Regions from separate parts of the Rattus norvegicus genome. Here region 1 is linked to region 2. The links are chromatin contacts, called in public Hi-C maps. All regions are on one chromosome and are shown on one strand. Each heading gives the region's core, a stretch centred on a gene start, on an enhancer-like site or on the middle of the called end of the contact. The rest is flanking DNA. Distances are from core to core; before and after follow the strand shown.

Region 1 (5,377 bases), core at 854-3,353, 190 kb before region 2:
GAAGAATTGCTATAAATTCAAGGCCATCCTGAACTACATCCAAAGTCCTTTCTGGAAAAAAAAAATCAAAAAACAAAAGAGCCATTCAGTAATTGGCTGGCCTGGCACCTATAATCTAGGCACTCCATAGGCTGAAGAAAAGAACTGCCCTAAATTAAAGGCCACCTTAGACTGTATAGTGATCTCAAGACCAGCCTGGGCTACACAATGAGATCCTGTTGGTTGTGGAGGGAGTAACCACACAGTAATTGTATTAATCTCTTCAAAAGATGACCATACCTGACCTCTATTTGTTTTGTTTTTTTAAAGACAGTATCTCATAAAATGTCCATGCTAACTTCAACTTGTGATTCCCCCTGCCTCTGGCTCCTGAGTAACCAGAATTACAGGCATAGACCAACATAAAGCACTCCAAAGTATAGTTTTAAAATGCAAAGAAAAAAAAAACACCTGTGGGGTTTCTCTGAGTTTATTTGGGTAAAAAAATTGTTACATACCCCATAATTAAAAACAATTTAATATCATTTCTTGTTCTTTCAGTATTTCTTGATCAAACTTTTAGCCTCGATTTATATACATTATAAGACCATCCATCACCCATCATTCACGAACCGTTTTTATTCCCACTGTTTTGTACATTTCCATAAGAGAGCTTAGCCATCCGAATTTGCAATTTCTATAAAAAAAATACACTGTGAAACCTAAAGGTAAAGTTACAAATTCCATTTAAGTTACACATTGTACAACTTTATGCGGATTTTGGTACTTTCACAAACACTACTTTTGCTAGGTGTAAAATATAGCTGTCTAAGCACAACCAGGAGAGAATCACATACCCCTCGTCTTAACACCAACTTCAACAGCAAATAACTAGGTACCACAAAGTGCACTATTTGGGGTCTATAGGGCTCCAAAACCATCCCACAGCTTAACACTCCCAGGACACGACTGTCTACAATGTGGAAAGAATCAGTAACAATTCTAATGTAGGCAAAAGCGTGTGACGTGACAATCCGAAAACCAGAAAATGTTGTGGTCTCTACTGCACACAAACAGCACTCGGTTCGGACCCCTCCAAGTGAGGCTCAGGTCCAACTCCAAGCCCTCGGGTTTCCCAGCTCTTTATCCCGCCCCCCACCTTCGGGGAAGAGGAAAAACAACTTTTATTGGCCTCATCTCCCGGGGGATTGGGAAACTAGCGGGGCAGTGCTCCGGCCTGGACACGTTTCACCAGGAGGCCCCGTCCCGGGCTCGGACGACAGATAGCGGGAAAGCCAGGCTGCGACGCCCCGTCGGCCGGGGTCCTCAGCCCCCTGCCCCACCCCAGCCACCAGAGGCCTGGACCAGCAGTAGGACTGAGCGACCCCCAGGACCCTCGGCAGAAGCGAGCTCGTTGTCATGTGACGCTGCCGCCGCCGCCGCTAAAGCACCGCAGAAACGCAGGGCGGCGGAAGGCGTTCGCGCCAGCCCGCCTAGGCTGGCCCGGGCGCGGGCGAGTCCCGAGAGCCCGGGCGGGGGGGGCGGAGGGCGGGCTTGGCGGCGGGCCCGAGCGCGCCACAAAGGCTTCCGCGCTACCGCCGTGGAGCCCGGGCGGGCGGGGGCACCGTTTTCGCGGCCCGCGGGAGGGGTGGAGGGAGCGGAGCGCCCGCCGCGCCCACAGCAGGTCCCGGGCGCTCGGCCGCCCGCAGCCGCCGCGCAGCGCACAGGCCCGCGCGGCCTCCCTCCCCCGCGCGGGGCCCGCGCCGGCCCGCCCGCTCGCCGCTCGCGCTCCCAGGCTCTCGCCCGGCCTCCATCTTGGATCGGCGCTTCCAGCCCCCGCGCCGCTGCCGCCGCATTCCCCCTTTCCCGCCCCCCGCCGCCGCCGCCGCCGCCCGCGCTCACCTCAGCTGCCCATCCGGGCGCTGTCGGCCGTCGACCTAGTTTCCCCCCAAAAGTCTCCGGTGTGTTATTCCCGATGTGGGGGGGTTGTTACGGGGTGGTCGCCGGGGGTTCGGGAGCGGGGGCCGCGCCTTCAACGGAGCTGCAATCCTAACCCGCCATCTGGTGGCATTTTCCACACGCCAATGGCGCCGCTGCAGACTTGGGTCCCGACCGCCCTCTGCTGGCCGCGGTGCTCACTGCCTCGCTGACAGGACCGGCCTGCCCGGAAAGGGGAGGGAGTTGAGGCGCGAGCAGGGGCCCTCGGACGGGGGCGCGCGCTATCGCTCGCCTCCGGGGGGCGCGCACGCGCAGCACTGGAGCGGGAAACGTGGCCTTTGCGTGGCGGCCCCGCCCCCGCACGAAGCTCCTGCTGCGCTCTGCCAATGGCGAGCCGCGGAGACGTCAGGACCAGGGCGCTGTGGACGGCTCGTGGGCCGCCCGAGGCGAGCGGAAGGACGGACTCTTCGGCGCCTGCGCGACCCGCTCGCTTGCTTGCCGCCCGCCATTTTTAGAGCTTCTCGGAGAGCCGGGAAGGAATCCGCCCCCAGCTCTTCCGCCGAGGCCCCTCCTCGGCGGGGGCCGCGCTCCGCTCCCGCCCCGAGGCTGCCAGTCGCCTACACCCGCCGTTATTCGGGCGAGGCAGGCCAAGGAGCCGCCGAGCCCTGCTTTCTCCCCGCTTAGCAGGAGTTTCCAACCTAGAATTGTATTCGCGGTTTATTATTGATGAGGCGCTTTCCCAGAACGAGGTTGAAAAACGTTTCGAGGACCGGGACTTCCCTTGCCGCGGAGCTAAAGGAAACAGTGACCGCTCCAGGCCGATTGGCGTCGTCCTGCATCTGTAAAGCAGGTTCTCGACGAGGTGCAGGCTTTGCATAAGGCGGCAGCATTGGCTAGTTAGTGAGAAAGAAGCTACATTGTGAGATAGTCTGCTAAGGATTAGATTCTCCTCCCACAGCCTTGGACTGCTTTCCGTGGACGTACGAATAATGGATCCTAGCCGAATGAGAAATAGCCAGCCACAGCAGATCTTGACCCCTTCCCTGCTGTCTCTATCTTAGCTGTCCTTGACCAAGGCTCCTAACCTTCTGCCTGCTTATAACTCGGCACTACGGAAGTGAATTCTTGTTCTTATAGGTCATCAGCCTCATTTCTGACTTTTTTTTTATTGGCAGAGGCAGCTGCATTTTCAGTATCTCCTTAGAAACGTTAAACTTGTTTATAGTCCTGAGGGCTTGCTAGTACGTCAAATGCCTCTGCTCTTTATCCCAAAGGTTGCAGAAGTACGTTACACGTCACTGAAGGAACTTTGATATGAATTCGTGAGGGTCCATTTATTTCAGCAAAGTATCTCGTTTACTAACCTCTGATTGACTTCCTATTGTGTTCTCTGTAGAGCCTGTTTCTAGCTTGCCTTGTTACGAGGGTGCCGGTACCAAGGCATACTCATATGTAATTTAATATATTTTCTTAATCTCGAATCTGTGAGGCTCTGATAAAGGGCTGGTGGTTTATCTTAATATATTTGTAGTCGTGATCTCGAAAACCTCGCCTAGTTTAGCCATTCCCCCTTCCCTTCTCTCCCAGTCTTGCCTGAATACCATTGTCCTTTTTTTTTCTAGAATATCTTCAGTATTTTCTTATCTTCTGGGTTCTTTCTGGTTTGTTTTTTTTTTTTTCAAGTTTCCATTTATCTTTAAAAAAAAAAATCAGAGCTGTTAACTCCCTCCACTTGCTGTATTGTGTTCCGTACCCAGCCACATATCTGAAGAGAATCAGTATAGCAGTGGGTGCTCTAACCACAGCCTTGGGAGGCTGAGGCAGACGGATTTGGAGAGATACAATGAGATCTTATCCAAGGGGGGGCGGGGGAGCAGGGGCAGTCATGTCCTTCACTAGGCCCGATCCACCCTTGAAACATTGTTAAGTTACTTCTTCGGATCTGCCCCTACTTTGTTCACTAGTCTTCTGACTGGGTTTGCTAGCTCCGGGGCTTTTTTTTGTTTTGTTTTGATTTTTGTTTTTTAGATTCCACAGTTCAACCCTGAGTTCTCAACCCTTTTCTATGTTGTTGCTCTTTAAAAGTCCCCAAATTACTTGTTGGTTCCCAGTTGTGCCTGAACGACGATACCTTATTTTCCGCTCCTTTTCCAGATAGCTCCATCCAGTCCGGTACTTTAAAATAATTCCTCTCTTACCCTCATGTCTCTTCATAACTCCGTAGTTTTAGCAGGGGAAGGGAATGCCCTGTGATCTGTGAGCCTAGACTGTTCTGAACAGGTGTGTAAGTTCAGGCAGATCTCGGCCTGCTCCCCCAGCTGTAGGATGTAAACAGCAGTGGTTACCTCAGGGTGGCTACGTGCATATATTAACCAGCGCAGGCTTCCTTGCTAGCTGTACTATTGCATTGTTGCCTTTATCTTAGTCTTTTCAGATTTCTTTTACCCTCATGCTGGAGATTGAAACCAAGTATGGATTCTACAACTGAATTACACCGCAGCCCCGCATTTATTTGTGTTGTGTGGGAGCAGTTGGGCGTTTCTTTTGTTGTTAGAGATGGTGCAATTTCCGTGTTAAGGGTCAACCCAGAGACTTGTGCTAGATCAGCGTTTGTTGTTTGTTTGTTTGTTTATATCCAAGGGCCTGAGTAGCCAACTTTTGAGTTCATAGCTGTCTAAATTTTATTTTGCTGTCACACATAATTGAACTGGTGTATATACATATTTAATTCCCAAAAGGAACTCTGAGCTTGATCCTATTGTCATTCAGATCTCTGCTTTTGTTCTCCAGTGGCTTCTGTTATCTTGGCCCTTTCCTCCCGACCTCTAGCCCCTTGACTTACACCAGGACAATTGTTTTAGGCTTCTCTTTCTTCCTTCTCTCTTCCTCTCCCCTCCTCTTCCCCCTTTTCTTCCACATCTTCTCCTTTTTCAGATAGGATTTTTCTCTCTACCCACGCTGGTCTCAAACTTAAAAATTCCCTACCCTGACCTCACAAGAGCAGAGATTCCAGGTGTATAATACCACACTTGGTTTGTGACCTCTAGACAGTTCTGACCTCTCTGTCTGTCTCTGTCTGTCTCTGTCTCTGTCTCTGTCTCTCTCTCTCTCTTTCTCTCTCTGTCTCTCTCTCTCTCTCTCTCTCTCTCTCTCTCTCTCTCTCTCTCTCTCTCTCTCTCTTAACCTAAAGAAAAACTTTGTTTTTCCTATGGCCCTTATGCATCTAAATACATAATGGCATTCACAGATGATGACTGATCTTGGTTGTCCACCTGACTGCATGTGAAATCAACTAAAATCCCAGGAAGCCAGGCATGCCTCTGAGGGATTTCTTGACTTAATGGTTCTAGGTGGGGAAACCCATCCTAAATTGGGGCCACACCTAGTACTAGGTTTTGCTTTGAGTTCTTGCCCTCACTCTCTATGGCAAGATCATCCTGCTGCTGAGGCATTCCTTTGC
Region 2 (5,293 bases), core at 964-3,463:
AACTTACAAAAAGGCTGTCTTTTCCTCCACTAGATTCAGCACTGCAGTGCCCCAAGGTATCTGGGAGATATCTTGCCAGAAACACACATCTCAACTCTGTGGCGGCCCAGTGTCTGCCACCAAACACTCTCCCCGACTCAATTCTCCACTAGAAAGAACACACAACACAATAACCTCTGATCCAGTTGATAAGATATAACTGCCCACCTAAACATACAAAGCCCTGTACACATGCATCCCTTTAGAACATGCATAACAACCTGTAAATACACAGAGTGGAATCTTAACATCAGCCTCCATGTTGTCTCCACTGCTTCCCTCCCAGTCTCCTCCTCTTCCCTCAAACTTTTCTCTCGCTCATCCTTCCTTCTTGTCCAACAACAGGCCTCCTTCTATCTTGTACCTGCACCACCTGTATGATATCATCCCACAGTTATATCTGTTTTGTTTTTCACAAATACATTCGTAACATTTTCCATAAACACCTTCTGAGTAACATTTCTTGGTACTTAAAAAATTACTTGTTGAACTTATGAAAAATCCAAACAATATAGAACTATAAGATGTAGGCATTCCTCTAGCCTTCTTCAGGATGCTCAAGAGACTGGCTGTTACAGTTTGGATAGAGTGTCTCCCCACTTGCTCATGTGTTTGTACAATTAGTGCCTGGCTGATGGCACTATTTGGGAGGTCGTAAAACCATTGGGAGGTGGGGCCTAGGTGGATAAAGTGGTTCTCTGAGAGGTGGACCTTGAGGTTTAGAGCTCAACCCCACTCCCTGTCCTGTTTCCTGAGCCATGGGGAATGTAAACATACAGCTTCCTGTTCCTGCAGCCACAACTGAGAACTGTCCCCATGACCACACCTTCCTGCCAGGATGGGAAGCATCCTCAGAGCACCAGTCAAAATAAACTCTCCCTCCCTTTGCTTGCTTCTTGTCAGGCATTTGATCACAACACTGAGGAAAGTCACAGATACATTTTTGCAGGCAAATTCTTCACTTATTCTTTCGGCGTTTTCTGTACTTTCCAACACTTCTCAACTAAGGGACTCAAGTGTTCCCTTTACCTTTTTCCTGTTTCTGCTATCCCTTGTAGCACATTGGCCAGTGTATGTCTTCCATTTCCTTTTTCCTTTCTTTTTCTTCATCTTCTTTGATACAGCATCTTACTATGTAGGTCTGGATGCCCTGAAACTCACTATTGTAGATGAGGCTGGCCTAGAACTCAGAGATACACTCGCTTCTTTCTCCCAAATGCTGGGATTAAAGGATTATGCCACCATGCCTGGCTTACCTTGCTTTTTAAAGACACACAGTAAGCCAATATGTGCAAGTATATCTTTATTGATAGTGATACCATTTACTCTCCAAATATTTTCCATTATTGGTCAAACCGCAATCTGTCTATCCTGTTCCTTCTTCTTCTCTCTCTCTCTCTTTTTTTTTTAAAGATTTATTTATTTAATGTATATGAGTACACTGTCGCTGTCTTCAGACACACCAGAAGAGGGCATCAGATCTCATTACAGATGGCTGTGAGCCACCATGTGGTTGCTGGGAATTGAACTCAGGACCTCTGGAAGAGCAGTCAGTGCTCTAACCACTGAGCCGTCTCTCCAGCCCCCTGTTCCTTCTTTTAATGGCTGAACTGTTAACCTACCATGCCAATGTTCCATAATATCTTCCATCAGCCTGGTGTGTTTGGCATTTAAATCATTCCCATTGGCTCTGGAAGATGCTGTTCTCCTCTTTATTTTGGTGTTTGCAGAGTACTGACTACATGCCAAATCTTGGCCTGTCCACTGGGGCAGAAAAGGGAGTCCATGCCTTCCAGTTATGGAGGCAAACAGCCAGCTAATAACACGTGAGGTGCATGTGTGTGTGTGTGGGGGGGGGTTACTTCGAGCAGAGTCACAGCACACAGGGATGCATGAACCGCAGCACACTGCTGGGCAGGAAGGAGATTGGTGGTAGCCTGTGGCCCTCGTCTGCACATTCCTTGTGCACTTACTGAGGTACATACTTGTTTCCTTCCTTGGAATGGTTTTCTGGGAATGGACATCACAGGAGGGGATTGGAAGGATATGAACGTTGTACGTTTTTTTTGATGTCTTCTGCCAAAATATTTTCCAAAAGTGAAACAATGCGTGTGCCCCACCCCACATGCCTCAGCCACATGAGCTGAGTCACATTGTGGGTAAGAGGCTCAGGCAGGAGATGATAAACAGGCGTTTGAGGTTAGAACAGAGAGGTGGGGGTCCAGCTCAGCCTCTCTTCTGCCTCCAGATGCTCGGACCTGGTGCTCTTTGCTATATTTGTTAGCAAACTCGTCACAGGCTTTGGAGTTAGACCTACCTGTGAATCCTGGCATAGGCCATTAGTCCGTCTTGAGCATAGATAGCATCCTCTTCCATGAAAGAGGTCCTCACCCTGAGGAGAGAGGCCTAGACCTTATCAGAGTGCTGGGGGATGAAGTAGAACCTAGCATGTGTAATAGAACCTTGATCTGTCAGTTATGGTGTGATGGTTTAGGGGACTTAATATTTTCCTCCATCATAAGAGTCCACGCCAAGAGCAAATTGCGAAACACGTTGTTTTTGGCTCCCACCCAGCCCTGTTCTAGGCTGTTCTGCTGCAGCTCCTCCTCCTCATCCTGCCTGCGGCCTGGCAGCCCGCCTTCCTCTGGCAGTAGTGCCAGGTACACGCTACCATGGGCAACGTCTTACATTCCCCCCTCCCCTTCCCAGGACTGGAATGGTAATTGTGGCTTTCTGGGAAAAAAAAAAACACTCTCCATGAGATTCCAGAAGAATGGGGGTCACTGTAGCCATTGGAGGATACACCAGTCTCATGGTGCTGTCACCTGTGGCTCGGCCTGAGTGCATCCCTAGGAAACTCTGGGGAAGGGGTTCCTGGTGGCTCCCCCGTCCCTGCTGTTCCCAAGACTTCACTTGTGCTCTGCCCACAGGAGAGTCTCTTCCGCTGGCACTGGCTCTGTTTGCATTTGTTGGCTTCGTGCTGATTCTTGTGGTTGCACTGCTCTCCGTCTGGAAGATGGGCCAGCTGCTCCGCTATTCTTGCTGCCCCGCTGTTGTCCTTCCTGACACCTTGGTAAGAGCATTCTTATACCTTTCAGTATGATGCTGGCCAGATGCATCATGGGCCCTAGAGGGGTTTGGGGGGCATGGACACTTTCTTCATGGTTTGTGAAGATATGCAGAGAGTGGAGCAAACGCCAATGGGACTTCGCTTGCCTCAGTCTGTGGTGCTGTAATAAAATACTACAGACTAGGTCACTGATAGAGAGTAGACGTTCAGTGGCTCTGGAGGCTGGGGATGGTGGTGGTGGAATGAAGACAGAAAGGGCTTATGGGTAAAGATCTTCTTGCTATTACAACATGGTTAAATGTGATAGAACTAACTGATAGAATGAAATTTCACACCAGCTGACTTAAGGCCTTATAGCCTACATTTATGAAGTGGGGACCTCATCACCTCCCACGGTTACTGTTTCAACCCTGTTTTGCTGGGCTTTTGTTTCCAGTATGTGGTTTTTGAGGATACACTCAGGTCACAATAACTCCTGATGAGAAGGTCTGGATGACATCCTGAGGCTCTGGCAGGCCATTAAGCTGTTCCCCCCAGACCTGTCATTACTAAGACGGTGGCTGTGTTGTTCAGCCCAGGGTGCCTACGGTTTCAAGAGTCATGCAATCTTAATCTTTCAAGGTGCCTCCTGAGTACTCTCGGCTGTCCCAATTCTAACAGCGGCTCTGTCCAGTAACATGTTCTGACCCAAAACTGCATTCTCAATCCCTATGCAGAGTCTCATGATTCTCAAATTTGAAGATCATGTGGCATGGGATTTGCTTTGCCTTGGACAACAGTCTGGACCTTTATAGCGACTGCTCACAGAGCTGTCCTTTCAGTGACCCATAAGCCAATGATGCTTATTTTTCTCTTGAAAACGTGGACCACAGCTCTGAGCCTCTGGGTATGTGTAGGCCCTGTGTACCCGCACCCTGGAGGGAGAAGAGTAAAGACGGGCCTCAGTAGCTCACATATGTGAGATCTTCAGAGGCCTCGTCGATCTCAACCACACCAAGCAGCACAATCAAAGCAAGAAAGAACAAAGGAAGCAGAGCAACCCTTTCACCCCTGTCACCTTGAGGATGTCACAGTTCTATCTGGTGGGGAGTTAGCAGTCAGTTGCTCCAGTGTATCAGGACGAGCTCTGTCTGTAGTCAACACACTGCTGGAGTTCCCTAGCCAGCCTGCAGTTACAATGAAGCTACTCTTGTAACGCCTGTGTGGTTTGTTTTGGGTCTGTGCAAGAGGAATAACTCTCCCTTTAATCCGGTCTTCAGGGTGCCCCAACACCTTTCTATCCTAATACAAGCTCTCCTGTCTCTAATATTTCTGAGTAGCCATAATAATGCTAGCTGACAGTAGCAGAGCTAAGTGCCGGGGCTGTTGTGAGGATGCTTGTGTATTGATTGAGATCACTGAGTCCGCCCTGACTTCTGCCTGCTACTTGGTTGAGAGAAGGCTGTAAAGAATCTATGAATGTGGCTACATCTGTTTCTCCCTTTTGTTACCTTTCCATGCTTTTTTTATTTCCTTATTTGTTGAGACAAGGTCTCACTGTGTAGCTCTGGCTGTCCTGGAACTCACTCTGTAGACCAGGCTAGCTTGAAACTCACAGATCTACCTGTCTCTGCCTCCTGGGTGCTGAGATTAAAGGAGTGCACCGTCACACAGAAACCTTCCATGCATTTTGAATGCATACACATTTACGATTTCTGGATCTTCTTAAGTAAGCCTTTCAGCATCATGATGTGTTTCTTTTTGTCTTTGATAATATTCAGTTCTTTTTGTTCGTTGCTTGTATGGTTTATCCTTTGTAAAGCTCTGTGTTCTTGTTTAAAGTGTGTCTCTTATAGACACTTGATTTGGTTTTCTGTTTTGACTTATTTTGTGTTTGTGTAAGTCACTTCTGGTAATCTCTGCCTTTTTTAAAAATAGTATGTTTAGTCCTTTAACATGTAATATAATGATTGATGCAGTTGTATATTGGTTAATGATTTTATTTTTGTTTCTTCCATCTGTTTTTATTTTCCATTTTTCTTTTTCTGCCTCTTTTAGGGTTTATTAAGTATATTATAAGTACACACACATATCACGCACACACACATACAAACACACACACACACACACACACACACACACACACACACACACTACAGTCTCCTTTCTTCTCCCTTTTTTTTTTATTGAGGCTGGCTTTGATCT

What was found. A called contact is a pair of places that touch in the nucleus more often than the background predicts.
Region 1: a contact with region 2 is called in a Hi-C map of the A7r5 cell line, with 7 times the contacts expected there. The contact joins the promoter of Stag1 here to the enhancer-like site in region 2. A contact is called at or near these places in 9 of 12 Hi-C or Micro-C datasets (the A7r5 cell line, the Rat2 cell line, frontal cortex and 5 more) and 1 of 1 datasets of contacts at active chromatin or transcription factors (oligodendrocytes).

Annotation. Positions count from the first base shown.
Region 1 is chr8:110,054,782-110,060,158 of GRCr8, reverse strand. It overlaps Stag1 (STAG1 cohesin complex component), which reads right to left and starts at 2,103. Exons shown (of 31, transcript NM_001108179.1): 1 at 1,882-2,103.
Region 2 is chr8:109,861,836-109,867,128 of GRCr8, reverse strand. It overlaps Il20rb (interleukin 20 receptor subunit beta), which reads left to right. Exons shown (of 7, transcript NM_001173438.1): 6 at 2,970-3,112. Among named protein-coding and RNA genes, the nearest start is that of Il20rb, 24 kb to the left of the region's middle. Within about 2 kb of position 2,213, at least 33 of the 93 cell types and tissues checked have an H3K27ac peak or open chromatin away from gene starts, as enhancers often do. A contact at or near this core is called in the A7r5 cell line, where this site is marked.